7 separate regions of the Mus musculus genome follow, and all the other regions are linked to region 1. A link is a contact called in public HiChIP or PLAC-seq data. All regions are on one chromosome and are shown on one strand. Each heading gives the region's core, a stretch centred on a gene start, on an enhancer-like site or on the middle of the called end of the contact. The rest is flanking DNA. Distances are from core to core; before and after follow the strand shown. Region 1 holds the start of Fam20c (family with sequence similarity 20, member C). Region 2 holds the start of Micall2 (MICAL-like 2). Region 3 holds the start of Uncx (UNC homeobox). Region 4 holds the start of Zfand2a (zinc finger, AN1-type domain 2A). Region 5 holds the start of Zkscan1 (zinc finger with KRAB and SCAN domains 1). Region 6 holds the start of Zscan21 (zinc finger and SCAN domain containing 21). Region 7 holds the start of Gpr146 (G protein-coupled receptor 146).

Evidence for each region. HiChIP or PLAC-seq counts read pairs in DNA pulled down with a chosen protein or histone mark.
Region 2: a FOXA1 HiChIP or PLAC-seq map of pancreatic cancer cells shows a contact between it and region 1. The contact joins the promoter of Micall2 here to the promoter of Fam20c in region 1. A contact is called at or near these places in 2 of 115 datasets of contacts at active chromatin or transcription factors (bone marrow-derived macrophages and pancreatic cancer cells).
Region 3: an H3K27ac HiChIP or PLAC-seq map of embryonic stem cells shows a contact between it and region 1, with 5 times the contacts expected there. The contact joins the promoter of Uncx here to the promoter of Fam20c in region 1. A contact is called at or near these places in 4 of 484 Hi-C or Micro-C datasets (all in embryonic stem cells), 3 of 115 datasets of contacts at active chromatin or transcription factors (embryonic stem cells and pancreatic cancer cells) and 1 of 9 other capture datasets (embryonic stem cells).
Region 4: a contact with region 1 is called in an HNF4G HiChIP or PLAC-seq map of pancreatic cancer cells. The contact joins the promoter of Zfand2a here to the promoter of Fam20c in region 1. A contact is called at or near these places in 1 of 39 promoter capture datasets (embryonic stem cells) and 2 of 115 datasets of contacts at active chromatin or transcription factors (microglia and pancreatic cancer cells).
Region 5: an H3K4me3 HiChIP or PLAC-seq map of bone marrow-derived macrophages shows a contact between it and region 1, with 2.0 times the contacts expected there. The contact joins the promoter of Zkscan1 here to the promoter of Fam20c in region 1. A contact is called at or near these places in 2 of 115 datasets of contacts at active chromatin or transcription factors (astrocytes and bone marrow-derived macrophages).
Region 6: an H3K27ac HiChIP or PLAC-seq map of bone marrow-derived dendritic cells shows a contact between it and region 1, with 5 times the contacts expected there. The contact joins the promoter of Zscan21 here to the promoter of Fam20c in region 1. A contact is called at or near these places in 1 of 39 promoter capture datasets (hippocampal neurons), 2 of 115 datasets of contacts at active chromatin or transcription factors (bone marrow-derived dendritic cells and bone marrow-derived macrophages) and 1 of 9 other capture datasets (macrophages).
Region 7: a contact with region 1 is called in an H3K4me3 HiChIP or PLAC-seq map of bone marrow-derived macrophages, with 2.6 times the contacts expected there. The contact joins the promoter of Gpr146 here to the promoter of Fam20c in region 1. A contact is called at or near these places in 2 of 115 datasets of contacts at active chromatin or transcription factors (bone marrow-derived macrophages and pancreatic cancer cells).

Annotation. Positions count from the first base shown.
Region 1 is chr5:138,753,029-138,756,933 of GRCm38.p6, forward strand. Fam20c (family with sequence similarity 20, member C) reads left to right here and starts at 2,053. Exons shown (of 10, transcript NM_030565.6): 1 at 2,053-3,197. The coding sequence starts at 2,608.
Region 2 is chr5:139,734,100-139,738,004 of GRCm38.p6, forward strand. Micall2 (MICAL-like 2) reads right to left here and starts at 2,234. Exons shown (of 17, transcript NM_174850.3): 1 at 1,919-2,234. The coding sequence starts at 2,061.
Region 3 is chr5:139,542,103-139,546,007 of GRCm38.p6, forward strand. It overlaps Uncx (UNC homeobox), which reads left to right and starts at 1,796. Exons shown (of 3, transcript NM_013702.3): 1 at 1,796-2,177; 2 at 2,353-2,528. The coding sequence starts at 1,892.
Region 4 is chr5:139,482,195-139,486,099 of GRCm38.p6, forward strand. Zfand2a (zinc finger, AN1-type domain 2A) reads right to left here and starts at 2,297. Exons shown (of 7, transcript NM_001159908.1): 1 at 2,083-2,297; 2 at 508-603. The coding sequence starts at 562.
Region 5 is chr5:138,083,336-138,087,240 of GRCm38.p6, forward strand. Zkscan1 (zinc finger with KRAB and SCAN domains 1) reads left to right here and starts at 1,749. Exons shown (of 6, transcript NM_133906.4): 1 at 1,749-1,896.
Region 6 is chr5:138,115,113-138,119,017 of GRCm38.p6, forward strand. Zscan21 (zinc finger and SCAN domain containing 21) reads left to right here and starts at 1,793. Exons shown (of 5, transcript NM_011757.3): 1 at 1,793-1,895; 2 at 2,724-2,808.
Region 7 is chr5:139,378,595-139,382,499 of GRCm38.p6, forward strand. It overlaps Gpr146 (G protein-coupled receptor 146), which reads left to right and starts at 2,045. Exons shown (of 2, transcript NM_030258.5): 1 at 2,045-2,149. The region is part of intron 2 of 3110082I17Rik (RIKEN cDNA 3110082I17 gene); the gene reads right to left.

The sequences.
Region 1 (3,905 bases), core at 803-3,302:
GTGTGAGTATGTCTATGCACACCTGTATGTCCATGTCACCATTTTTGACTTGTATGTCACCTCTGTGTGTATGTGTGTACCTGTGTCTGTCTCTGTGTCTGAGTCAACATGTCTATGTGCCCCTATGTGTTTGTATATCTGTGTCACCATTTTCCCTCTTGTTTCCCCATGCCTGTCATCTGTATGTGTCTCTGTGTTAATTCCTCCTCAGCTCAAAGCACTTGGGGGCACAGAGTGTGTCCCACCTTCCTCTGAGGGAGAACTATACCTTCAGAAACCTTTTCTGCATGAATCACCTTGGCCTTCTTGGGGCCTCTGGGTGGAGCTATGAGAGCAGAGCCTCTTCTGAGACCCTCTGTGAAGTGCCTGCATCCTGGGGCAGAAGGGCGGAAAGAAACAAAGGAGAGTTATGTTAGCAGACAGCAACAGGTGTTGTTGCAGAAACAGCAGGCAGGTCCACTGCATTTACACTGGCTACAGCACCCTGCTTCCTTAGGGTAGGAGCCAGAGAGCCAGGAATTCCCCTAAGAAGCCACACAGTTGTGATGAACGGACTGTCCAGGACACCAGGAGACAATGGGAAGCCCCACGAACTGATGCTCCCAGGAGCAGGTGACTCTACCCTGATGACATTCGTCTCTCTCCAGAGGTCCCAGGTTGTGGGTGCTTCCGTCCTACTCCCACCTCAGGCCCACCATCTCCACACACAAACTCATTGTCTGTGTGAGTGGGAGGGCCGGATGAATGCAGAATGCCTCAGTTTTCATGATGTAAGCCATACCTTCTTGGGGAGTGCACCTCTATTAAGACCCCACCCACTGCACTCTTGGGTTTCCACTATGCTGCCCAACACAGGCATCAGCTCCTGTTACAGGAGTGTGGAACTCCACCCTCTCTTCCTTTCTAAAGGCCTAGGAGGCACCTTTGCTGACCAGCTAGCTGGCTGCGACTCTCTTCGTCCCTAACAAGCAGCTAGTGGGTGTCTACTGAACGTCAACTAACACAGACTTGTCGCTGAATCTTCAGAAAGAACATGAGTTGTGCACTTGATTCATAGAGAACTCGAGCTGAGAGCATTCCAGGGCCGGGGAGCACAGCCAAGAGAGCATGACAAAGAGGGGCTCCGTAGAGCACAGACTCCGCCCCTCAGTCCCTTACACAGCAGTTGGCTTGGGCTGCTGTGGAAATCTGCAGGTGCTTGAAGCCCTGAGGTCTGCTCAGCTTGTGGATCTGTGGCTGACCCTCTCACGCTTACCTTCCCAGAATTTTAGCAGAAATTCCCAGAGATTCCTACTTCCTACTAGGGGTTGGGGATCCAGAAGCCCTGTGGCCACAAATGAAGCCACGTGGTGAAAGCAGATCTCTTTTTACTGTGCACCCCGATTTAGCATCCCAGAGGGCAGGCAGCGAGACGCGCCCCGCCCACCGCCCGCGCATCCGCGCCACTCAGCCAGGCTCCGCGCGGCGCCGCCAGGGTTAAGGCGCAGGCGTGTCCCCTGGGGTGGGGTGGGCCCGGCAGCCTTGCCGAGCTTCTGGAGTCCCATCGGATCGGGGGCCCAACGCGCTCCTCCGCCGTTCTCTCCGCCGCGTGGCAACGTCGTCTCTTCGTCCTCCACCTAGTGGGCTGCGGGTACCCGAGGTGCCAGGACACCGCCCGGAGAGGAGCTTGTCCGGCCGCGCAGACGCCCCGCGGGCTTCGGGGAGGGACTTGGCCTGTTTTCTGGCCTCCACTCGCCGGGGAGGAGCTGTGCGGCTGCAACTGGCGGCGCGTGGAGCTTCAGGGACGCAGGCTACCAGGCCGAGAGCCGCGCGCACAGGGCCGAAGCCACCGCTGCCTGCGGGTTCCCAGCCGGGCCTCTCTGGCTCCCGGCTCAGCGCGGAGGAGGCGCGGCGACACCGCGGGGCGCGGCCAAGGGGGAGGAGAGAGGGGAGCGCGGGCTAGCGCCGGGCCGGCCGGGCCTCGCGGGGCCACGGCTCCGCCAATCTGCGGGCGCTGACGCGGGGGGCGGCTCCGGCGCGCTCGGATATCAGCGGGCCGGGCGCGGGGCGCCTGGAGCTAGGCGGTGCGGGCGCTGCGCTCCGGGTCGGCCTGCTGCACCTGCCAGATCGTCGCCTCTCCCTGCGCGCCCCCTCGCGCTCCCCTTCTCGCCTCTGTCTCTCCAGCCCGGTCTCCCAGCCTCAGCCTGACAGAACAGAGGAGCCGCTTTGTCGCCTGCCCAGGACCCGGCATGGCCCAGCGGGAGCACCGCGCTCTGGATCGGATCTGTCGCGCCTTGGACGGGATGAACAGCCGCGCCTTCTGCTTACACGCCCGCTGAGTGTGGTCGCCGTCCCGGAGACCCTCGTACGCCCCTGCGTTCCCTGTCACCACTGCCACCCGCTCCACCGACGAGGGCCGCTGGCCGCCCCCCGAAATGGCCTGGAGAGCTGGTGCTTTGGTGGCGGTTGTCCTTCACGACGTCCAAGTCTGGGGACAGCCCCCGAGCTGCTAGCTGCTAGTACACTGAATGGACCTTGACCCGCGGGTCGTTGCGGGCTTGGTGCCAAGCTGAGGGGCACCGGTGGAGCGCGCGTCCCGAACCCCCCAGCCCGCTGGCCTGCGCGGCCATGAAGATGATACTGGTGCGCAGGTTTCGCGTGCTCATCCTGGTAGTATTCCTACTGGCTTGCGCTTTGCACATTGCTGTTGACCTGCTACCCAAGCTGGACCGACGCGCCACGCGATCCTCCGGGGAGCCCGGTTGCTCCTGCGCTCAGCCGGCAGCAGAGGCAGCTGGTCCAGGCTGGGCCCAGGCAAGGAGCAGACCGGGGGAGTCCGCCGGTGGCGACGCAGGCTGGCCCAACAAACACACACTGCGCATCCTGCAAGACTTCAGCTCAGATCCAGCCTCTAACCTAACCTCCCACTCCTTGGAGAAGCTGCCTTCTGCAGCAGAGCCGGTGGATCACGCTCCGCGGGGTCAGGAGCCCCGTTCCCCGCCACCCCGTGACCCAGCGCATCGGCCGCTGCTTCGAGACCCGGGGCCCCGACCGCGGGTACCGCCCCCTGGCCCCAGCGGGGACGGATCGCTCTTAGCCAAGTTGTTTGAGCACCCTCTCTACCAGGGGGCTGTGCCTCCTCTGACAGAGGACGACGTCCTGTTTAATGTGAACAGCGACATCAGGTTTAACCCCAAGGCAGCAGAGAATCCTGACTGGTGAGCAGAGAAGAGGAGGTTTGGGGTGGGGCTAGCGCGTCCGACCCTTCGGGAATAAAGACACCCCACTAGAAAGCTATTTCACACGCCAGGCATTTTGTGTACCTTTGGGGGACCCTTAGAAGAGGCTGGTAGGGATCCCTGGTGGGCGGGGCAGATGTGCCTCTTGCCTTTGTCTTCACAATGATTCTAGGGAGAACGGTTTGGGAAGCTCCCAGTGCCCTGGTGTGGGAAGCTGGCGGCCCACCAGAAGCCAGGAGAGCCCAGTGCTCCACCTACAAGGAAGCATGCTGGCCAGCCCTGGCGATGGCTGAGGAAGCAGATGAATGAATATGTTGGAGAGCCAGCCAGGGAGAGTGGGAGCAGCCTTCCCCTGGGAGGGGTTGGGCTTCTGGCTCTGAGAGCGATGGGGTGAGCTGTTCAGGGTGGACGTCTCCAGAAGGCCTGAATGTACCTAATAAGTCTTTTAAATGCAGTCACGGGGACAAAAGCGGCTGAGGAGTGCTGTTGGCAGTGTGGAGGCCTTCCTTTGTGGCCACCCTGCCTGGAGGAAGGTAAACCATCCTGGAGTTGTCTTCCGAGCTTTGTGCCCACCCCCACCCCCACAGCTGCACAGATCCAAATAAGCCCAACAGAGTGAAATATTAACCACCAGCTGGCTAGAGCAAATAACCTGCAAAGGTCCCCGGGCAGCAGAGAGAGAGTCAC
Region 2 (3,905 bases), core at 984-3,483, 980 kb after region 1:
CTTCCAAATGCACACAAGCTCCTACCAAACTTCTACATCTACTGAGCCCACAAGGCAGGCCCTTATCTGTAGGGCTCCAGCTACATTGTAACCACCTCCAGGTTGCCATACCGGGTTAACTAAGAGACTTGAGCTATCAGTCCAGCTGGGGAGACCGCAAGGAAGTCAGCAGTGTGAGATAACCCTCCCAGAGTGAACTGAGCAGGCACCTCTTCGTCCAGCCTCCTTCCTGTCACCAACTCTTGGTTCCCTGTTCCCTGTCATTACCTTGAACTTCTGTCTCTGAGACCAGAAGTTGCTCCCTGCACTAGATGACCTTATGCTGTATACAGTAGGCACTCATTAGATAAGTGAGCAAATCTTTAACACTTGCCTGTGCCAGCATATACATGCACACACAAGTAAACATACAAGTATAAATAAACATATATCTCTTCGTGTACACCTCTCCTCCTCTGTGGGGACTACATGTCAGGCCATGAGCACACATAGTCCCTGCTTCGGAGCAGAGGAAACCCCATGTCTGCAAAGGCCCTGTCCCTGTCCAATTACCAGCTGAGGCTAATCCAGCCAAAATCCAACATCATCGTCTCCTCCACTTGAGAACTCGTCACATAGTTCTCATCTGAGCTCCCCACTCTGCATCATCATCCAGACTCCCCCTGCACCACCGGAAGAAACCTGACTACCCACGTTCTCATCCCAAGTCCATTTTCCAAGGTCTACATCCTTGGCCCAGCATCCATCGAAGCTCAGCTTCCTGGTTTCCACATGACTGATGCCCCACTGAGCTCACACCATCCATCTCCCTGAGAGTGACTGAGGCTCATGCCATGGGGCCCTCCCAAGCAGCTCGGGGGTTGGGGTGGGGAATTCATAACCACAGGGCAGAAGCCTACTTCTTGCTCAAGATTCCGGCTTCCTGAGCAGAGCAAAGCTTGGCACAAGGGAGTCTGATAGCACCAGGCCTGGCTCTTCCTGACACATTGTGTAACACGAACAATATTTGTTTGTTTTTCCTTTTCGGAGCCTCAGTTTCCCCATCTGCACAGCAAGAAGGCTGGCTGAGGTGGGCTCCACAGGTGCTGCCTGGAGCCTCACTCAGCCCTAAGACCTCCCTGGGAAACACTCCCAGACCAGCCAACTCTGCATTTATGTACCATGTACAGGAGAATGCTTTCCTCTGAAGGGCATGGGCTGTAGGTGATCTTGTCCCATTTCAGGACTCTGGTCACCAGACTAACTTAGGTCCCTGTAACAGAGTCTGCCTAAGTGTTTGCTAAGTGAATAACTGATAGAACAGTTTGAGTTGTGGGCCAAGGTCCTTCAACAAGACAGAGCTGGCTTGCTTCCCAACTTCCTATGCCAAGACTCTTCTTCTATAGAAGGCTTTAGACCCAATCCCTGTCCTCTCCTACAACTTCCAAGGATGATGGCCCAGACTCCATTGTCTCCTGTCATTCTAAGGTGCTAAAAGGCTTGCGCTTCCCTCTTTGATTGCTTTCCCAAAGATGCCTAGACAAATTAGAGGAGGGGCAGTAATCCCACTAGAAGCCTCAAATGGCCCTGATCTTGGGGCCAGACCTCAGACCCCCAGGAGCTGTTCCTTTGCCCTTTCTCAGGGAGCTCGGGGAAGGCGGACGCTGCCCTGAGTCACCACTGACTAAGCCGGCTGGACAGCCCATGTCCTGGCCCCTGGCCCAGCTGCACTTGGTGGCCTGCACAGAGGCTACTTGACTGCCACAGCCTTGGAGACCACCAAATAGGCTGTACCTGCAGGTCTCTGCTCTACCCCGGGTGGCCCATCTGAGAGGGGTGTGTCTGAAACCTCCGACCCGGATCCCAAGGCAGGCGTGGCCTCAGTTTCCCGTTTGCAGCGGCACATCAGAGCCCGACAGAGGGGTTAAAGAGCACTCACATAAGGTCAGGCCGGTGTCGGTGCAAGATAGCGCAGAAGGCCAGGCCATCGCGGAACGAGGTGGTCATGTTGGTGATGCTCACGTCCCGGTAGCCCTCGCACTGCTGCCGGCACCATTCTTGCAGGGCCTTTATGGCGGCCATATGGGCGGCAGGACGGGCTGGCGGCTCGAGGAGCTGGCTACAGGCCCCTCTTGGGCCCGAGACGCGCAGGAGGCCCGGACCCGCCGACCACCAGCCGGGCTGGAAGAAGAGAACACCGGGAGACCGGCGCCCCACACACTCTTGACGCCTGCGAGGCCGCCGGCCCCGCCCCCTAGAGGCCCCGCCTCTTCAGACCCGCCCCCACAAGATCACGCCTCTTGAAGGCCTGGCTCACCAGCTCCAAGCTCCACACAGGCTCCTTGTTCCGGCCGCACCGCCCCAGTTTGGTCAGGCCACACCCACGCCCCACAAAGGGCACGCCCACATAAGACCACGCCCCCTCTTTCCTGGGACTTGAAGAATAGGGGCCCGGTACTCTGGGCGTTGGCTCCCGCCTTGGCCTTTAGCCATAACTCCCAGCAGAGGCGTCGGGGTTTTCTTTTTTTGTTTTCCTTGAGACCGGGACCAATGTAGCTCGCATTGGCCTCTAGCTTATTATAAAAGCAAAGATGACCTTGTGTTTCAGATTCCCCAGCCTCCACCTCCTTTACTGCTCTCGGATTACAGGCTTGTGCCCCACACCATGCCTGGTTTGTGCAGTGCTGGGTATGGACCCTGAGGCTTCCTGCATGCCAGGCAAGCATACCACCAGCTGAGCTACACTCCCAGCTACGGTTTTCTTTCTTACTTTTAATTCTATCTTATGCATATGGGCTTTGGTCTGAAAGTGTATCTGCACCCCTTGTGTGTCTGGTAGCCCGGGAGACCTGAAGAAGGCCCCTGCTCTTCTAGAATCGGAGTTGGAGCGGGTTGTGCTGCCATGTGGGTGCTGGAAACTAAACCCCAGGACTTCTGGAAGAGCAGCAAATGCTCTTAACGACTGACCCATCTCTCCAGTCCAAACCCGCAACAGCGTTCTTTTATTTTATTTTATTTTTTAAAGTTGAGGCCAAGCTGCCTAGTCTGCCTAACTCATCCTCCTGCCTCAGCCTCTAGAGTTGGCAGCCTGTTGACAAATGGGAAAACAGAGGCTAGGGTAGATGCAACCTCTGAGGAGTGTCCCTTTTCAGGGTCTACAAAGCTGTCTGGTTGGAAGCTGGGGTGGACCTTGCTGAGTAGTGTGCTTTCCCATCAGACAGATACTGGTCGTGATGGCACACACCTGGAATCCCAGCCCTCAGCGGGGAGAAGCTGGAAGATCAGAAATCCAAGCTTATCCCAGGATACATATGGGGTGCAAGGCTGACATGGGCGACCTGAGACCCTGTCTCAAACTTTAAAATACTGTCTGCTTTCCCTTCACCCTCAAGGGTGCCAAGCCAGCCAGAATAACCGCTCTACATTCACAGAGGAGGAAAGGAAGGCTGAGGGGGCACGCTCCAGGGGTCTTGAGACAGGAGACTCTTAGCCTCTTTCAAGTCTCTGAGGATGCCAGGGGTGATTAAGGAAAGTACCTCTCCCAGGTCCTCAGTTAGAGCCAGGGGCTGCCCTGAATGTTCTTTTGTTGTTTTGTTTTGTTTCTGAGACAGAATTTCTCTGTGTAGCCCTGGCTATCCTGGAACTCACTCTGTAGACCAGGCTGGCCTCGAACTCACAGAGAACCACCTGCTTCTTCCTCAAGTGCTGGAATTAAAGGTGTGCGCCACCTCTGCCCAGCTTTGTTTCTCCGCACCCTCAGGAATCTATATGTCATCAGATGGACCGGACTATGACAGCAACAGTGTGAACCGGCCCTTCCCAGCTGGGCCCCAGAGCTTGTCTAGGCAGGATCTTTAGGAAGGTAGGTGTTTTCCCCAAAATGGCATCTGGCTTGGAGCCAGGTGCCGTCTCTACCAGGAGTGAAA
Region 3 (3,905 bases), core at 546-3,045, 790 kb after region 1:
ACACACCATTCTGGCCTGTCCCATTTCTTCCTGCTTAGGCCTTACTTTTGCCAAAGCAAACTTGTCACTGTGCCCTGGGGTTGTGATGATCAGGCTTCCTTCTGGGGCAGGCGGTCAGAGTACTTTGCCTACAAATTTAGAGTCAGCAAAAAGCCATCTCTCCAGTGACAAACTTGCTTTTACAAAGGATACATCCCCATCCCCCATCCCCATCCCCCATCCCCCTCCCCCATCCCCCATCCCTATCCCTCATCCCCCATCCCCATCCTCCATCCCCATCCATCCTGGCTGCGTCCACCTCTGCTCACAGTCCGTGCTTGCGGCTTATTTAAGGATATGTCCCCTAATGATTTAGTTTTTGAGACTATCAATATTTTACAGTGGAGAAGGGAATGGCATCTCACTGCGAACATAATTTAATTATAATAGATGGGTTAGTGCCTCCAACCCATTCTTCAGAGCTGACTCAGAGGGAGATTTATTTATTTATTTATTTATTTATTTATTTATTTGAAGGGATGCGTGGGCCATTGGTCACTATCCTGAAGTTACCATTGTCCTTCCTCCTTCCATGCTCCCTCCTCCTCTGGGCTGGCATCCAGGACCCATATGTGTGGGAGTTAAGTGGGGTTAGGGTGCCCCAGCTGCCACCACCCTGTCTATATTGATGGGGTAACTGCCAATCAAGGAGGAGGGCGTCGGGTTAGACTCCTTATAGGTGGGGGCCGCATTTGGCTGGATCACTGTTTGGAGGTTCTTCTCTCCCCCCCTTCCCCTCCTCTCCTCTCCCTTTCTCCCCTCCCCCTTTCATTCTGGTCTCTCCGTCCATCTAGTCCCACTTCCCTCCCTTTCTTCTCTTTTTCTGCCTTGTTCCCCTCCTTCCTCCCCTTCTCTCCACTCTCCGTTTTCATTCTCCCTTCTCTTTATCCTCCCCGCTTTCTCTTCTCCTCTTCTCGCTTCTCTCTGTCCTTCCATCGCTTCTGGTTCCACTCCTCTCTCCTTCCTTTCTCCCCCATTACTTCTTCTCCTTCCTCCTCCATTCTCCTCCCTTTCTTCTTCTCCCCTCCCCTCCATCCTTTCCTCCTCTCCATCCACTTCCTCTCCTTCCTCCCTTTCTCTTTCTGCACTCCTCCTCCCCCAAACCTTTCCTTTCTCCCCCTCCCTCCTGGGCTTGTTCTTCCTCCTCTTTCTTCCCCTTGGTCTTCCAGTTCGTCGGGACACTTCTCTCCCCTTCCTCTCCTCCTCTCTTCCTCCCCCTCCTCCTCCCTCCGCCGCTCGCGGCAGCCCGCAGCCCGGGAGAGGCCGCTGGTAGAGAAGCCCTTGTAGTTTTAAATTCAATGTGACAGTTTCGGAAAGAGCGGATGATGAATCTCCCATTATTGGATCAGTCTATTTGCCGCTCAATGTCTCTCTGTAATTGGAGCAACATCACTTTAAAGGTTCAGAGAGTACAGCATTTCTGGTGAAAAATCCCCACAACACGCCGGCGAATGTTTTAAAGGGAAATCTATTAGAAGGAGGCGAGGGGCGGGAGCGGCGGGGAGCAGGAGTGGGGGGCTCGCCGGGGGCCCCCGGCCGGCCGAGCGCGGCGGTGCCCCTCCCTCCCCACCCCGTCTTGTTGTGACAGCTCCTGATACTGTTTATGGAGGTGCGTGTCAGGTATAATTAGCAATCGATATGGAAAACGTTTCCTTGCACCCAGCACGCCTCTGACGTCAGAGCCGATTAGCGCTTCTTATTGGTCCCAAATTCCCCGGGCCGCGGCTAATTATCGAGAGCTTGATGTTGATAAAGTAAAGCGGCGGAGCGCGGGCCGAAGCATGTGTAGGGCTCCGGGCCCCTGTCCCCGCCGCCGTCCGCGCCCCCGCGCCCCGCCAGCCCCGCGCGCGAGATGATGGACGGTCGCCTCCTGGAGCACCCGCATGCCCAGTTCGGGGGCTCGCTGGGCGGCGTGGTGGGCTTCCCCTACCCGCTGGGCCACCACCACGTGTACGAGCTGGCCGGTCACCAGCTGCAGTCGGCCGCCGCCGCCGCTGCCGCGGCCTCGGTGCCCTTCTCCATCGACGGCCTGCTCAGCGGCTCGTGCGCTGCAGCCGCCGCCTCGGTGGTCAACCCCACGCCGCTGCTGCCGGCTGCCTGCGGGGTGGCCGGCGAAAGCCAGCCCTTCAAGCTTGCAGGTAGGCTGGAGGCGGGGACACGGGGAAACACAACGGGGGGCCTCGGGGTGGGGTGCACCAGGCCGTCGGAGAATAGCGACCCACTCCTCCGTGCACCCCGCACCCGAGGTGGGTGCAAGCGGGACAAGCATCTGCCAGGTGGCTGAGCCTTGCAGCGTCCTGTGCATGCCCGCAGACTCGGGGGATCCAGACAAGGAGAGCCCCGGCTGCAAACGGAGACGCACCCGCACCAACTTTACCGGCTGGCAGCTGGAGGAGCTGGAGAAGGCGTTCAATGAGAGCCACTACCCGGACGTGTTTATGCGCGAGGCGCTGGCGCTGCGCCTGGACCTGGTCGAGTCCCGAGTTCAGGTAAAGATTGGTGTCGCCCAAGGAGTCCGAGATCCCGCACTAGGCGTGCAGAGCGCGGTGAGGCAGGGCCACCTTTGTTCTAAGTGGCGGGGAGGTGGTTTCAGGCTCCGCGCTGCTGGCCATGGTGGGGATTATGAGGGTTGAACCCCTTCTCCCATCTGGAGGTGAGTAACTTGAGAGTGCCGAGGTGATTGGGGAGAGATCCTGGTGGCGCCCCAGTAGCCACTGCAGTGACTGCGTTCGATTCGGGGAAGCCGGGTGTAGGTTGGCTGCGGCCGCGGCGCACAGTCTGGAAAGGCTGCCGAGGCTCGAAAAGCCCTCCAGGAGGGGACAAAGTGGGCCCTGGCCTGGGCGCTCTTGACAGAGGCTTTCTCCCATCCTCGAAGCTGACAGATCTGTTGCTTTATTTCTGGCTTGTGAAATATTAAGATAGAAACATGCATTTATCCATCGTCTTACAAACAGCCGCTGGGGGGGTGCATTTGTGGGAGAGTAGGTGGAAACTTTCGCGGTTAACACATTGGAAAAGAGGGGGCTTAAAAAAAAGGGCATCTGAATTTAAGATTCTTCTCCATTAAATTCCTCCCTCCCCAACCTCTTCGTTATTCGATTTCATGAGGAGTCAGGAAGCAGTATTCATTAAAAAAAAAAAAAAAGCAGCGTTAATTTGGCGTAATAAAATTCCAGAATTAATGTCTGCATAATAGATGCTTTCCTAGAATACAGAAACCTTGGGGTCTGTGTTATTAGTGGGTGCCTGGGGTGGAGGCAGACGCTGGCAAAATACCAGTTTAGCGCCATAGCTTTGCCTGAAATATTTGGGTCCTGGGCTTTGGCCTGCTCTCATCTGTTTAAAAATCCCTCTCTCCAAATTGTTCTGTGGCTTAAGTGAAGTCCGAATCTTTTTTATATCCCCTCTAATATGATAGAAATTTCTGATGAGGAAGTAATCTGGAAATTGCACCCCTCCAAAAAAAAAAAAAGTTTTGAAAAAGAAAAGAGAAAGCTTCCCAGGGTGTTGGCTTAGTCTCAGAGACTTTTGCACAAACCAGGCTCCCTTGGAGCAGGTCTGCTGTGCAATCCTGCTAACTTTATACGGGCCACAACAAAGCCTTTACATTGCTACATTCTGCAAGGCATGGTAGCCTTGCCCAGGTCCTTGGCCCAGGGAGCGGTGGTGGTCTTGGGAGCTGCTGTGATCTTTAAATTCTTCTTGGCTGTCCCAGACAAGACCTGCTGAGAGCAGGAAGGACTACAGAACATCCCTGCTCTCAAGGGGGGGGGGGGGGCTGGTGGTCAGCTTTGGGCCTGCTTGCCCACCTTGTGGCACCCCCCATCCCCCCAGGTCAGGCTAGGCTGGACTGCTTTGGAAAAGCT
Region 4 (3,905 bases), core at 1,047-3,546, 730 kb after region 1:
AAACAAACACCACAAACAAACAAACAAACAACCCAGACAGGGTCCTATTTAGTGCAGGCTGTCCTGGAACTCATATGTAGCCTAGGAGGACCTTGAATCTCTGCTCCTCCTGCCTGCACCTCTCCAGAGCTTCAGACATGCTGGACACGTGCTGTACCACCTGAGCAACAACCCCAGTCCCAAAGGTAGAAATGCAGGAAGGTCAAGAGACAATGAAGGCCCCACAAATGTCTTCACGTCTTTTCAACACAGATATCATCTCTTGTGGCATCGCAACCATCCAAGCTGCCTTTGTTATCTGCAAAGCCCTGGTGGCTATTGCGTGGCCTTAAGGGGTCATTAACTTGCAATTCTGAGCAGACCCTGTGTTCCTGCACCAGAGTTTTCATGCTGAGAAGCTAAACCAGGACAGAGGCCAACTAGCGAGAGAGTGCACCAGCCAGGTGTCCTCCGCAGAGCAGCCAATGTAATGCTGTTTCCCTAGCAAGAGCCCCCAAAAGTTCTTACCTAGCTGTTTGCAAGTTGGTTCTGAACAGTGCTTCCCCAAGTCAGGAAACTCCATTATAAATGCTGTCCAAAAACACAGATGTATTTAAGTATCACCTGTGGGAATTAGAAGAGAATGAGGTTCTGAGTTGGACCCCAGGGCCTGTCACCTGCAGCCAAAGAGCACAGAGAAGCTATTTGTGAGAAGCACGGGAAACCCAAACCATCCTGGGGCCATGGGAAAGACTGCCATCTCATAAATTCTCAGCAAAGAGCAAAGTGGTCGTTTCATCATAAATACCAAGCCTTGGGTTAATAAGAGAATGCTCTGCGTAGCATGTGGGAGGGGGAAGTTCTAGGTTCAATCCCCAGCTCTGGCAAAAACAAAACAAATGTGGTGAGAGAAAGAAAGGCTTCCCGTATGGAGTCCATAGCTGCCACTGAAAATTATGGTCTCCTTGGAACTCAAGCTGCAGTCTCAACTCCTCAATACACTTGTTGACATCAACAAGATTCGGTGCCAGGTGCTAAGTGGCATCAGTTGACTATGCTCCCCAGAGTAGGCTGTCCCTTGCCTCTCCCTCCCTCATGCCTTCAGTTTTACTTTGTGCACACGCCATAATGACATCAGGCCAGGGCCGATCAAGGCAAGCGGCACTTTAATTAACCACAAGAAACAGACAAGCAGAGAGGCTGGCATCCCGGAGACCAGGCTTGAAGCAAAGTCTCCTCCAAGTCCTGTCACCTATCAAATGACTCGAAACTCTTGCACTTTCCACAGGTCAAGTCCCCAAAGAGCTTTTCACATCTTTCTATTACTTTCTCTGCTGGGAACTTCTTATCTACTCCTTGTTGAGAACTCTCAGGCTTCAGAAGACATCTATTTGACTTGTCAAGGACCAGTCTACAGTGTCACTTCCTCAAACGTCACCTCTAACACCTCTAAGCCAATTCACTTCCCACCCTTCCCCCTTCCTTTCCTACTGCATTTAGTGGTTAGGGTGGATCTCATTCCTGTCGGGGAGGAAACCTTTTAAGTCGTGCACAACAGAATCCGCATTATGAAATGTTTTTGTTCAAAGCAAGCAGCACGTGACGTATTACCAAATGACCACCGACTGTTTCTTTTCTCCCCCCCCCCTTTTTTAAACAGGGGGCCGGGGGCCTAGGACAGACGCTATTTTGTAGTGCTGGCTGTCCCTTAACCCGTTTTGTAGATCACTTTGGCTATCAACTCGGAGATCCGCCTGTCTCTGCCTCTGGAGTGCAGGGATTAAAGGCACGAGCCACCATGCCCTGCTAGTAGACTGTTTCATGAAAGTGTGTCTCACTACTTAGCTCAGGTTAGCCTGGAGCTTGTGATCTAATAACTCAACTCCCCAGCGCTGAGACTACAGGCCTGCAACAACCACTATGCCTGGCTGCCGCGACAATGGCTCAGGGCAGTTGACCTGGGGATGTGAGATGTCACTGTGCTGAGACAGTAACTCCTTGATGGCCAGGCCACGAGAAATCACAGCGCGGAGACGCCAGCCCCTAGTTCACCAGCTCCCCGGGCCCCAGCGGCCCGCAACCACACCGGTACCTGGCACTCACGGGTAGTCAGAGGCGGAGACAGACAAGCGGTGCCCTTTGTGGTTATCCCGGTGACACCGCAGTAGAAACTGCAGCTCCAATCGCCGCGAAGCGCCCGACTTCTCTCAAGGCCGGAAAGCGTAGCATTGCCCCTGCAGCAGCCTGGGCCATTTATCCCCAGCCGACAGATCCAGAGTCATACATCCTGGGCGTTCCCGGCGCGCTCTGATGACGCCACACCAACACCAACCAATCCCCTAACATCTAGAGTCGGCCCGCCAGCGCGCCCAAAATGTCATCGAAGGCCAGCCAATTCCTTCGTGTTATGACCCCCAGAGGGCTGGGCGCCGTGATGACGTCACTTACATGTCACCAATCCAGCAGTTCTACGGCCTTTTCGTCCCTCCCTATCCCCCCGCCTATTTTCTAGAACAGTCAGGCAACATCTCTAGCTTAGGCTGAGTCGTGGTGAGGCAGCTCTGGGTGAGGTGACAGGCTTGCCTGTACCTGAGAGCCTGAGACAGGACCCGGCCGGACGTGAGAATCCTGTGTCTCAGTAGGAGTTCCCTGAGGGCTGGGATCGCGGTATGCACAGATTGATGGCCCATTTGTGAAGCTGTAAGGATCCCAGGACTCGGGGAGGCAGAACGCCAGGGACAGGTCATCTGAACAAACATGCCTTGGAAAAGTGAGGTCCAGTCTACAGAAGAATTACAAGATGATACCCAAAATGCCTGTATCTCTGTTACCAGAGTTGCTGGAGCACGGACTATGCATGTGATTTAAGAAAGATGTTCAGGGCTGGTGAGATGGCTCGGTGGGTAAGAGCACCCGACTGCTCTTCCGAAGGTCAGGAGTTCAAATCCCAGCAACCACATGGTGGCTCACAACCATCCGTAATGAGATCTGACTCCGTCTTCTGGAGTGTCTGAGGACAGCTACAGTGTACTTTAAATAAATAAATAAATAAATAAATCTTAAAAAAAAAAAAAGAAAAAAAAGAAGAAGAAGAAAGAAAGAAAGAAAGATGTTCAAGCCGGGCGGTGGTGGCGCATGCCTTTAATCCCAGCACTCGGGAGGCAGAGGCAGGCGGATTTCTGAGTTTGAGGCCAGCCTGGTCTACAAAGTGAGTTCCAGGACAGCCAGGGCTACACAGAGAAACCCTGTCTCGAAAAAAACCAAAAAAAAAAAAAAAAAAGAAAGAAAGATGTTCAAGTGTTGCTGACCCAAGCTCGAGAATACCAAAGATCTGTGGGCTAGGCTAATAGACCCAGAATACTACTGCTCTGTCCTGATTATTTATGTTTTTAATTAATTATTTATTTATTTCTCAATCTGACATAAACTGAGAAGAGGAGACCACAGTTCAGGAAATAACCTCTATAAGATTGGCCTAGGAAGTACTTTTAAGTTAGTCATTAATATGGAAGGGCTGAGCTCCTTGCGAGTAGTACCACCCCTAGGCTGATTATCCTAGGTGCTATAAGAAAGTAAAAATCAGGCCAGTTGGATGTGTACACCTATAATCGCAGCATGTGGGAAGCAGAGGCAGGTGGCTCTCCTAGTTCTTGTCCAGCTTGGCCAACATTACTTTTTGCTTTGTTTTTTAAAAAAGATTTATTTACATGAGTACACTGTAGTTGTCTTCAGATACATATCAGAGGAGTGCATCGGATCCCACTACAGATGGCTGTGAGCCACCATGCAGTTGCTGGGAATTGAACTCAGGACCTCTGGAAGAATAGTCAGTGCCGGCCGGGCGTGGTAGCGCACGCCTTTAATACCAGCACTCGGGAGGCAGAGGCAGGCGGATTACTGAGTTCGAGGCTAGCCTGGTCTACAAA
Region 5 (3,905 bases), core at 499-2,998, 670 kb before region 1:
AAAACCTTAGCCTAAAAGCTGTATGTGAGCTAAACTTTTACTTAGAGGAGTTTGTTTGCTTATTAAAAAACAAAAAACAAAAAACCCCTTACTTCTTATCTGGGAAAAACAAACACTTGCCAGAAGCTGTCTGAAAGAAATTTTGTCACAGCAGACAAAGGTCATGTTGCAGATACCATTTATGTTTGCTAAGATAAACATCTTTTACCAGCCAAAATGTGTTGTTATTTGCAAATGCTTGTATATTTTATTGCTACCTGCCAAGTGTTTGTGTATTATTATCTACCTAGCTAGCTATTTGTTCCTGTAAACGTGCCTAACTAAATTCCCTTTAATGATTAAGGGGATCAGAGTCCACTCTAAGATTGTCACAAAGACATGGATGACAACCCCACTACCTGACCTACAAAAAGCTGTAAGAAACTGCCAAGGGGACTGAACCCTTCAAAGCACAAGCGTGCTTTGTAGTCCATGCATGAATAAAGGTTTCTCCTACTTCTCCAAGTGAATGGCTGGCTCCTTGTTTCCTTTAACAATACTGCAAATAGGGGAAGGTGGAATTGGAGGATGACTTGCCTAAGGCGGTTTTGGGTGTTTGGTTTTGGACCCCAGAAGAGGGGACTGAGATGAATATTTTACATATCAAAACAGACCTGGTCTTCAGGTTCTCCCAGCATCCCTCAGATCCTACCTGGTATACCCTGCCCCCAGCCTTGAACTTTCCATCCCAGGGCTTGGGCTGCCCTTCCCCAGAGACTCTTCCCTTTATAATCCAAACATTTTGCTCTCCTCCTTCTCCTTCTCTTCTTTCTCTGCATGTAAGCCCTTTCTCTTTCTGCCTCCCCTCCCATTGCAACTCTCCTGCCTCAATCCTTGGGGCCAGTGAACTCTACCAAGAGCAGCTTCCCAATAAACCTGCCTTTATTATAATATAATCTAGCCTGAATGGGCTCGTTTCACTGGCGGAGAAATAACCTATCACTGGGAGAAGGGGGGCTGATATTGGGATGTAAAGTGAATTAATTAATAATCAATTAATAAAAAAGGAACAATACTTCAATTGCTTTTTAATTTTGGAGTATTGTTTTATAAAGTTATCTCCCCCATGCTGTATGGTCTCTTCCTTGTGGACTTGCCTTTGATATAGAGCCTTCTATAAGGTGGAGCCTCATTTCTGTATTGCCCACAAGGCAAAGAGATAAAGGCAGTAATTGTTGAGCGTCTGTAATTCCTCTGAAAGATCCTTTTAAAGTGCTATAATAGCATATTCTACAGAACCAGTGTAAGTAGCTTGTTTACTGAAAGATAGTCTTTTATCCTCGGGCCACATATCTGGAAACACCATGCACTCAACTGGCAAACCTCACCAGGGCTGATCTGTGAAACCAGACACCCCTGGCTTGGCTTTGATCTAACTCCATCTACACCCTTGCTTCAGCTTCTCTGCCACAGGCATACAATTACTATTATTGATAACTGCCCAAGATGGAAAAGATGGGGAAGAAAGTAACAAATATAGAGCTGAAAAATACTACATCAGGAAAAAAAAAAAACCTGAACACCCTAAACAGGATCACTTTATCTCTATCTGTCACCTCTGGAATTGAAGACAGGCAATCAGGGCTGGGGGGGGGGGGGTGTTGGGTAGGGAGACTCGGAACAAGAAATTCAGAAACCGAGATGCAAAGTCCTCCCGTGTTCCTAGAGGAGACCCGGAAGCTCAACTCGATCCCGGAAGATGAGGTGCTGACCTACTTCCGGTCTTTGTGACTCATTGTGCCTGTGGCGAGGTATTGGGAGGGCCTATGTCGGTGTGCAGTGCCCTTCGGTCGGGTTGAACCCAGAGCAAGCTGTGCTTGGTCGCCCGGCGTCCCCAGGCCGCTCCGGAGACTCACGGTGAGTCTCATGGCGGACTCTCGGAGGACGGGCGGGCTGCGAGGGTGGACCGTGTGACCACCCGGGGGGACTTGGAAAGGAGCCCTGCGGGGTCCCGGCGGTGCTCGAATCTCTGGGGTCAGTGGGGAGCTCTTTCATGTCATCATCCTTGTATAACATTTCTGAGGACAAGATCACAAATGGACGTGATCCCCGTGTCTGGATTCTTCTCCCCCTCCCCCCCTCCTGTCGCCATTTGCTGTGGTTGCAGGGGAAAGTGTTTTGTGTGGTTTTCGTTTTATTGCTGTCGTTTACTTCTCCGGGCGTCTTGGGTCCTTGAGAATCTTGAGATAAACGACGCGGAAGACCTTGAGCTCTGTACAGGTTTGAGGTTCCGAAAACATTTCCGGATCACTTGCTTTTCTGTCTTTCCATCTCCCAACGCTGAGCGAAAGCGCTGGCGGCTTGACGGTGGTTAAAAGATCTAGTAGAAATTAACAGCCGGCTGTCAGCTTTATGCAATGCTTCAAGACCTCTTGCTGGTTTAAGCCTGTTTAACTGTGCTATCTGGGAGATTAGTGGAGTGTTAGTTCACCTTGCTTGATTGCAATGAGTGAGACGTGAAGGGTATCTGGGAGAAACCACACTGGGCCAGTAGGAGATTGATCAGCTTAATGACCTTAGATGAGATTAGACATTTGCCAACTGTCAGTTTTATTATCCATAAAATTAACTACCTTTGCTCAAAAAGGTTCTTCAAACTTGAAATGAGTGGAGTTGGTAAATGTAATTGTAATTTAAAAAAAAAAAAAGGCAGCTCATTTAGTTTGAAGTTCCCCCTTCCTTCCCCTCCCTACACACACACAGCACACACACACATTGATTATAGAGAGTGGCTGTTCCATGGCCTGGGACCAAAGAAAGCATTTATTGTACAGGGCAGTGCTAGGCGGATTGAAAGCAGTCAATAAATACTTGTTGGAATTATGAAGAATTCATTGTAACCACATCAAGTGAAGTTACTAGAAAAGCTGGCCAAATGTGGGAAAATACCTTTATTATAAGGAAACTGTAGTGAAGAATTATCCAGATGTTTTTTTTCTTTCAGGTTTGTGTCCTCTTTCAATTACCACACAAGATTCTTACTTGTTATTTTATTCAGGATCATCTTTGTTAACTTACAGAAATGCCTGCGGCTGAATGCTATTTTCTTTTGTTGATCCTCTACTTCATGTCTCCATGAAGGAAACAGGAAAAATTTCAAGTGCATTATACTATATTTAGATACAACCAGGCCAGTGTACTAAGTTTTAAATCTTAGCTTTTCATTCTGTGGTGGTGTTGATATTCTTTAGATAGATTAAAAAAAGGGGGGGGCGGGGAGGGGTCTCTCTAGTTCTGGCTGAAAATCTAGCCACTGCCTCTAGAGTGCTGGGACTACAGGCACACAATACTAGACCACTAGGTATCTTTTAAGACTAAGTTTTTCATATTATAAAGCATTTTATGTCTCTGTTGAAGAGGGGAGTAGAGGATCATTTATTTAAACTTGCAAGACTGTGCAATAGAAGGAAGACTGGATTTTGAGAAAACATCCTTTGAAATAAACCATGCTTGCAGCCTGGAGTCTGGAGTCTTTTCTTGTCAGAAGTCATTTGTTTTTTTTTTCTTTGGTGAGATTTGGTTGCTGGGCAGTGATCTTTTCTAAAGGAGATGGTATGTCAGAATGTGTTTCGTTTGAGAGGGAACCCAAAGGTGGTTTTCTGCCTCTCTTCCTCTGTCCCTACTCCACTGCTAATAAGAATACTGGAAACGATTCAGGGATGAGTGACTTATTTACAGGGGACATAATTCATTTGTTCCAGCTCATGCTGCCCTTGTGTTAGTGGATTTCTTCCACTGCTAATCTTTTAAGCAGGCTGAAAATTGTAATGCACAATTATATCTCTTGAATTTAATTTTTCTTCTTTTTTTTTTTCCTATTTTCTGATCTCAAGTAGCCCTGTTGAGCCTCAAATTCACTATGTAGC
Region 6 (3,905 bases), core at 543-3,042, 640 kb before region 1:
ACTTCAGCCATGGTTTTAAGTTTGTTTGTTTTTTTTTTTTTAACAGAGTCTCATGTAGGCCAAACTGGATTTATGTAACTGAGCATAACCTAAAATACCTGATCACCCAACCTCCAACTCGGAAGTGCTGGGGCTACGATTGTGTACTGGCATACCTAGCTCTAATTATTAATATATATAATGTCTTCAGAGCTAGGTAAATAACTTGATGATGGAGAGAAGTGCTAGCTTGCATAAGGCATTGGGTTCTACCCCCCTCCCCCAGCACAGAAAGAAAAATCTATAGTGGTAGAACAAGCATACACAAATAGAGAATCAAAATCTTGTCTCAGCTTTGCTATCAATTTACACTCTAGTACACACTGGATCTGATCTGCCAAGACACTGCTTTCTTCATACATAAACAAGAACTCAGGCAGATTGTTCTCTGTGTTTTTGATTGTAATGGCTATTCCTGGTTGTCAACTTGACTCTATCTGGAATGAACTACAATCCACCTGTGATCCAGATCTTGAGGCTGGAAGAAGATTCTGACCTGGATCTTGGCATGGAGATCTTGAGGCATAGTGGCCATGAGAAACTTAGGTCCATGCCGGGCATGGTGGCTCATGCCTTTAATCCCAGCACTTGGGAGGCAGAGGCAGGTGGATTTCTTAGTTCGAGGCCAGCCTGGTCTACAGAGTGAGTTCCAGGACAGCCAGGGATACACAGAAAAACTCTGTCTTGAAAAAACAAAAAACAAACAAACAAACAAAAACAAAACAAAACAAGAACAACAAAAAAGAAAAACTTAGGCCCAGGAAACTAAGGCAAAGAGATCTCTGAGTTCTAAGAGCCAGGCATGGTGGTACACACTTAATCTGGGCCACACCTTCTGCTAGAGATTTGCTTAAGGACATTGGAAGAAGGAAGAGTCCCTCTTCTTCGGCTGCTTGCACTTACTTGCCAGCACATCTGTTGGAATCTACTTCTACAGACGACCAGCTGGAACACCTAGCTTCGTGGGACTGAGCAACTACTAGATTCTTGGACCATTGCTGGGGTACAGACTGTAAGTTATCACAATAAATTCACTCAGTATAGACAGACATTCCCTTAGTTCTGTGACTCTAGAGAACCCTAACTGTTACAGTGCTCATGTACACAGTGTGTTTGCAAACATGTGAAGGCCAGAGGTTAATGTTAGCTGTCTTCTTCAATTGCTTCTCTACCTTGTTTTTGAGACAAGGTGTCACTGATCTGGAGCTAGGCTGCCCAGACAACAGACTGCAGGGGTCCTCCCAGCACTCGGATTACAGGCATGTGATGTACCATAGTCTTTTTATGTGGTGCTGGAAATCCAAATGTAGGTCCTCACGCATGAGCTCTTTACTCACTCACTGATCTAGAGGCAAGTGGATCGTTTATAGAGTTCGAGGTCAGCCTGGTATACATAGAGTTCCAGGCTAGCTAGGGCTAATGACATGTTTGTCTCAAAAACAAGGCAGTGGTGGCTCATGCTTTTAATCCCAGCACTCGAGAGGCAGAGGCAAGTAAATCCCTGAGTTCGAGGCCAGCCTGGTCTATTGAGTGAGTTTCAGGGCAGCCAGGGCCGCATAACCCTCCAAAAACCACCCACCCTCAAAAAAAGAATGAACGAAAGAAAGAAAAGGGAGGGGGTAGGAAGAGAGAATGAGAATAAAAAAAGAAATAGGGGGAGAAACAGATCACAACCAGGACAGTCGCAGCCTCCGGTGAAACAGGATACCGACAACGCTCGGATTCCTAGAGGGGCGGCTGCTCCCCCTCCAGAGGGGCGGGGCTCTGACGCGCTTCCGGTGGTGCTGTCGTTCAGCCGCTGTGAGGATTCCAGACTCCAAAGCGGTTCTGAGTCACGGTGAGCCTGCGAGTCCCAGGTTAGCCTAGCGGTCGGGGAGCGTTGGCCAAAAGATTTCGAGAGGGTGGGACGGGTTTAGCGACTGTGGTTCTGGTTCGGGGAGTTCCTCCATGGTGGTTCTGGGAGATTGAGGAGGAGCGCCCCGCCCAGCCGTCGTCGGCGCCCGCTCTAAGGAAAGGCTTTTCCACCCCCGAGGGCTCCCTGGAACAAAACCCTGATTCTTTTGCTTCCGGAATCGCATTTCTAGTCTCTCCGTTATTGTCTGTTACCTGACGGAAACTGCCCTCTTTCTTCCCCAGCAAGAGCCCTGAGATCTAAACTCAGAACTAATTGTTAAGAATAAGCCCAAGTGTAGAAACCTCTGAAAACCCGAATCTCCTCAGTCTTGAGTCTTGTCCAGTCCAGGCGGGGAATTGGTCCCGGTGGGCTTTGTGCGCACTGGACAAGGATTTGCTCAAGTCTGGAAAGATTTTTAGACGATCGTTTGTAAAACGCGTATAGGATAGAAAGGTGATTGATTTATTTGGTGGCTGACATAGTTGGAAATCTGTTGAAAGGGGACACTTAAAGAATTGTGAACAACAACAACAAAATCAATACAGGAAAATTGTTTTTCAAGTGGTGGAAGGCTTCTGAAGAGAGACTGAGTATTGGTTCAGGGCTATTGAAATGATGCAGAATTTGGCTCACTCTGAGCTACTAGATCTGCCCAGTAGTTATGCTCTTCAGAATTATTGGCCTGCCTGGAAGCTTTTTGAAAATTAGTTTGCTCGGTTTGAGACGGGGTCTTACTGTATGGCCTACACTGGTGTATAATTGGTGATCCTCCTGTCTCTGTTCTCTTCAGTGCTGTAATTACAGGTATGCACCACCACGACTTCAGCTTGGAGTTTCCAAGTGCAGAGTGTCTTAAGGGCATTATCTACTACAAGGTAATAATTGCTGTTCATTTGATGCAATCTGTGATAGTTTGATTTGTTTACACTTCGTCTTGCACAGAATGAATTTGAGGCTGATTAAGGGAGTGTGTGTGTGTGGGGGGGGGACTTATAAACTGTAGAATTCGCATAAAGGAGGGAAAAATTGGGAAGTGACCAAAAGCCTGCTGCTAGACTTCGAGAGTTAGGTTTTTATTTTTTTACTCTGTGTGTGTGTGTGTGTGTGTGAGTCAAAGGATAGTTGGCATAGTTGACTGCTTCCCTTCCATTACATGGACACCAGTCTCAAAACAGGCAGCAGGTCGGTTGCATTTGTTACCCACTGAGCCATCTTGTCAGTTGAGTTAAACCTTTAGATAGGGGCTGGAGAGATGGCTCAGTGGTTAAGAGCACTACTGGCTGCTCTTCCAGAGGTCCTGAGTTCAAATCCCAGCAACCACTTGGTGGCTCATGGCCATTTGTAATGTGATCTTATGCCCTCTTCTGGTGTGTCTGAAAACAGCAACAGTGTACTCTTAGACATAAAATAATACATGAATCTTTAAAAACAAAACAAAACAACCTTTAGATAGCTTTGGTTTTGCTTTTTTGTTATTTTTCAAAACAGGGTTTCTTTGTGTTGCCCTGTCTGTCCTGGAACTCTGTTGACTATGCTGGCTTCTAACTCAGAGATCCTCCTGCCTCTACCTTCCATGTGCTGGGATTAAGGTGTACATACCACACCCTGCTTTAGGTAGCCTTTTTAAAGTTTTTTTTTTTTTTCTATGAAAGTGTTAAATTAGGCCTGTTTTTCTACCCACATACTTTTTGATTTTATGACTATTTAAGGAATTTTCAGAAACCAAGACCTGGAGGGCATCTTCACATGGCAAGCTCAGCATTACCAAATGTGAAACATTGGCTTTCTTTGTGTGCAGGGAGCAAGATGCCAAGATACTTTAGTACCAGATTTTTTCTTTTCTTCTTTTTGGTTTTTTGGTTTTTTTTTTGGTTTTGTTTTGTTTGTTTTTTTTTTTGTTTTTGTTTTTTGTTTTGTTTTGTTTTGTTTGTTTGTTTGTTTGTTTTTTTGAGACAGGGTTTCTCTGTGTAGC
Region 7 (3,905 bases), core at 795-3,294, 630 kb after region 1:
AATAAAGTAATTTATTTACTGAGAGAAAACCTCATGGAGATCAGGCTAGCTTTAAAAGTGCTCTAAAGGCAAGGCTGGCCTTGAGTTCTTGATCCTCCCGCCTCCTATGTGCTGGGATTGCAGGCATCCACCGCCATACATTGTTTAGGTGGTGCTGGGGATGGGTCCTAGGCTTTATGCATGTTAAGTAAGCGTTCTACCAACTTAGCTACAGCCCCTAGCCCCCATCAAAAACTAATAATTAACTTAAACATATTCCCTGCTCCTGGCCAGTGTCCCCTAGATTCGAACCTTCCCAACAATGCTCAAATGCACGAGAGAAAGTGGAGAACATGGGGAACTGGTGAGGACAGATGTAACCCCACCACCACCCCAAGCCCACGAAAGACAAATGCAACGGCTCGGGGAAACAGGGCTGCTCTCTGGTTCCTGCCCAGCATTTCGAAGTGCCCTTGTGGAATGCAGCTGATCTTATCAACTGCCACTCCAGAACAGCCAGGAAGACCTGCCAAGTCCCAAGAATGTGGCCCGGGAAGGGAAGTTCCGGGCGTTTCCATGGCGCTTGGCCTCGGCAGGGCACTGGGCTGCTGTGTGAGCTGAGACTCGTGACCACTGAGTACACGGCCCGAGCAGGGGCCATGCCTGACCCTTAGGAGCCCTCCCTGCAGCACGAGGGAGGCCAGCTCTGTGGGATTTTTCAAATATCAACCTCAGAGCACGAGGTCAGACAGCAATTCACACACCCTACCATGTCCAAGATGTCTAGCTCGGGGACATGCCTGCTCAATGGGAGGACCGCCCGCAGCCGAGTCGGCGGCTGGGCCCTCTTACTCTGAACATCTGTGCTGTGCTTCGGGTGGTGCAGAGCAGGCAGCCAGTGGGGCCTTGCACTAGGAGGGTGCTCGGTTCACCAGCAGCACTCCCCAGTTGTGAGTGAAACCTCACAGGAACCCTCTGGAAGGCCCAGGAACCCTGACACTTCAGAGTCTCACCAGGAATCCTGAGGGTCAATTATTTATGGTTTACTTTCATTTTAGATTATGTGCCTATGGAGCCCAGAGGTCCACCTTGGCCATCATTCCTCAGGTGCTGTCCACCTTGTTTTTTATAAGACAGGGTTGGCTTTTTGGGGGTGGGGGTGGTTGGTGGCCTGAAATGTGAAAGTTAGATAGGCTGGCCCAAAGGGCCCCAGCGCCTGCCACCTCCCTAGCACTACAAGCACATGCTACCACACTCAACCTTTCTGACATGGGTTCTGAGGGATCAAACATAGGTCCTCCTGCTTGCAATTGGGCCAACAACTCCAGGACCCTCCCCCCACTTTTGACAGTCTTACTTTGCAACCCCAGTTGGCCCAGAATTTGCTATGTAAGCTACAACAGCCTTGGATTTATGGCAGTCCTTGCTCTGCCTCTTGAGTGCTGAGATTATAGATGGGCACCATCATGCCCAGTTAGGCTATCTGTGTGTGTGTGTGTATTTTGTTGTTGTTACTCTTTGTTTTTTAAGATCTCATGTATCCCAGGATACCCTTCAGGTGACTATGTAGCCAGGGACAGCCTTGAACTTCTGATCCTCCCTGCTCTATCTCCTGAGTGTTGGGACTACATGTATGCACGCACCACTACCCCTGGCTTATGTGGTGTTGAGGACTAAACGCCGGGCTTCCTGACTGTTAGGCAAATACTCTAAATGGCACCATTCCCACTTTCATGTTGGACAGCAGCTACACAGTGGGTCGGAGCTGTTTTCTCCGGACAGCTCCACTTAGACGCCTCTAGGACCGGGGAAGCACAGGTCGGGGAAATTACAAACTTTAATGGGGGCAGGTGCGCCGCCCTCCAGCATTAAGGCGGCCGGCCGTGGCTGGCCAAGGGGATTGTCCGTTCGGACTGGGGGCGGAGCCTGCGGGAACTAAGCACCGGTTCCAAGAAAAGGGCGGAGCCACCGAGCTGTGGGTCGGGAGAGAGGGCAGGGCCTGACGGCGTTGCTCGGCGGGCGGGGGCGGGACCACGCGAGCAGCCCCCGGGGGCGGGACGGGGTCACGTGTGTACACAGCCCCCACGGCGTGCGCGCCGTGAGCTCCGCTGCCTCCTGCAAGCCCAGCTGCCCGCCCGCGGCCGGTGCGCGGGCCGCCGCCCAGCGAGCGGTGAGTGGGGCCCGGGGAGGGGAGCCCCTAATGCTCTGTTCCAGGCGGGAGGAGACCGCGCCAGGCTGCGCTGGGTGGACGCCAGGGACAGGGAGTGTGGTCCTGAACCCGCGGCGGGCGGTGGGTTTGCTGCCCGAGGAGGCGGACGGGCTCTCCTAGGACGCTACGGTTACCATCTTCGTCCCTTCTGTTGGTTAAGAGCGTCAGGACATTTGGAACCCGTGCGTAGAGATAGCGGAACTTGCGCCATCGGCCCTGAACATTCATCGGGCACGGGAGGCAGTACCAGCAACTAGAACCCCAAGTGAAGGGATACAGTTTCTTCGGTCCTCAGGCTTGCTGACTAGGACTAACTTAGTACCCGCTGTCCAGAACAGCACCTGCCAATTTAGCGCGCCCCGGTCTGTGATTATGTTCTTGCGAGCTGCATTCCTATTCTCGTCCTGATCCAGCAACCTGACATCTATGTCCACCTCCATGTATCAGAGGCACTGATAACCTGGGGTTAAGCTAGCTTGAAAGAACTATAAGTTAATCCTATTGAAACGCCTCTGGACGTGTCCTGAGGCCACTCCACCCATAGGGGACCAGGCACTATCTCTGTGAGTGCAAGGAAACACTATTAATAATTACACTAAGGGTACAGTCACATTATCCTAACCTGCCATGTAAGTCTTTGAAGAACAACCACAAGGTCCAGATTTCCAAACTAGAACCTCTGGTTGCTCCCAGGGTACAGTGTATCAGTGTCCCCGTGACTCTTTTTTTTTTTTTTTTTTTTTTTGGTTTTTCGAGACAGGGTTTCTCTGTGTAGCCCTGTCCTGGAACTCACTTTGTAGACCAGGCTGGCCTCGAACTCAGAAATCCGCCTGCCTCTGCCTCCTGAGTGCTGGGATTAAAGGCGTGCGCCACCACGCCCGGCTCCCCGTGACTCTTGAATGGGCTCATGAAGAAAGCTGCGACACATCCAGCTAAACCTAATGTGGGGATGCATGGGGATTTAGGTCAGAATGTGTAGGCTGAGTAGTTGGGAGGGGATGCCTGTGTGGTTCACAGACTGGAGGAGACTCTTGCAGCTCCCTGGGCATTCTCTCCTTCCTTACCCCACAATGTCCTAGCATAATCCCCTCCTTTAATGACCCAAACATACTGAGACATGAAGCCAAGCCCTTGGGGGAGTGAGATCTGTGCTCACAAGTGAGGCTCCTGTTTTCCTTAACCTGCCCTAGTTACTTGCTCCTGCCTGCAGCCTCTCAGCTTCCCTGTGGCTCGAGCTGTCCTGACCCAGCAGCCGGACAGTTCAACCTACAAGTCTGGCTGGCCAGCACTGGGTCACATGTGTCTCTGAGCTCTCAAAGGCCCTGGTGGCCCAGGACTCCAAGCACCACAGAGGCTTCAAAAGGCAGAGAGGACTCGGTCTGCAGAGAGACGTGGTTGACTTTTCAGCAGAGACGCAGAGTGACCTGTGCACCCCAATGTCCACTCTGGGGACCCTTTCATACAGGAGTTTCCCCATCTGAATTAGGAGCGCTGTAAACCCAGCAGAGCATTGTTGTGATGGGAGCAAATGTGACAAGATGAGTAAAAATAACCACCAGAGCCATGATAAGATCTGTGGCTTTGAGCACTTCCCTGCAGGTGAAGCCACACCCAGGTTTTTTTAAAAGCTGAGGTTATCAGGAGCCCAGATGGGGGTGCACGCCTACCCGGTGACTGAAACGGAGACTATCTGTTCTGAGTTTGCTCCTTGTTCTGA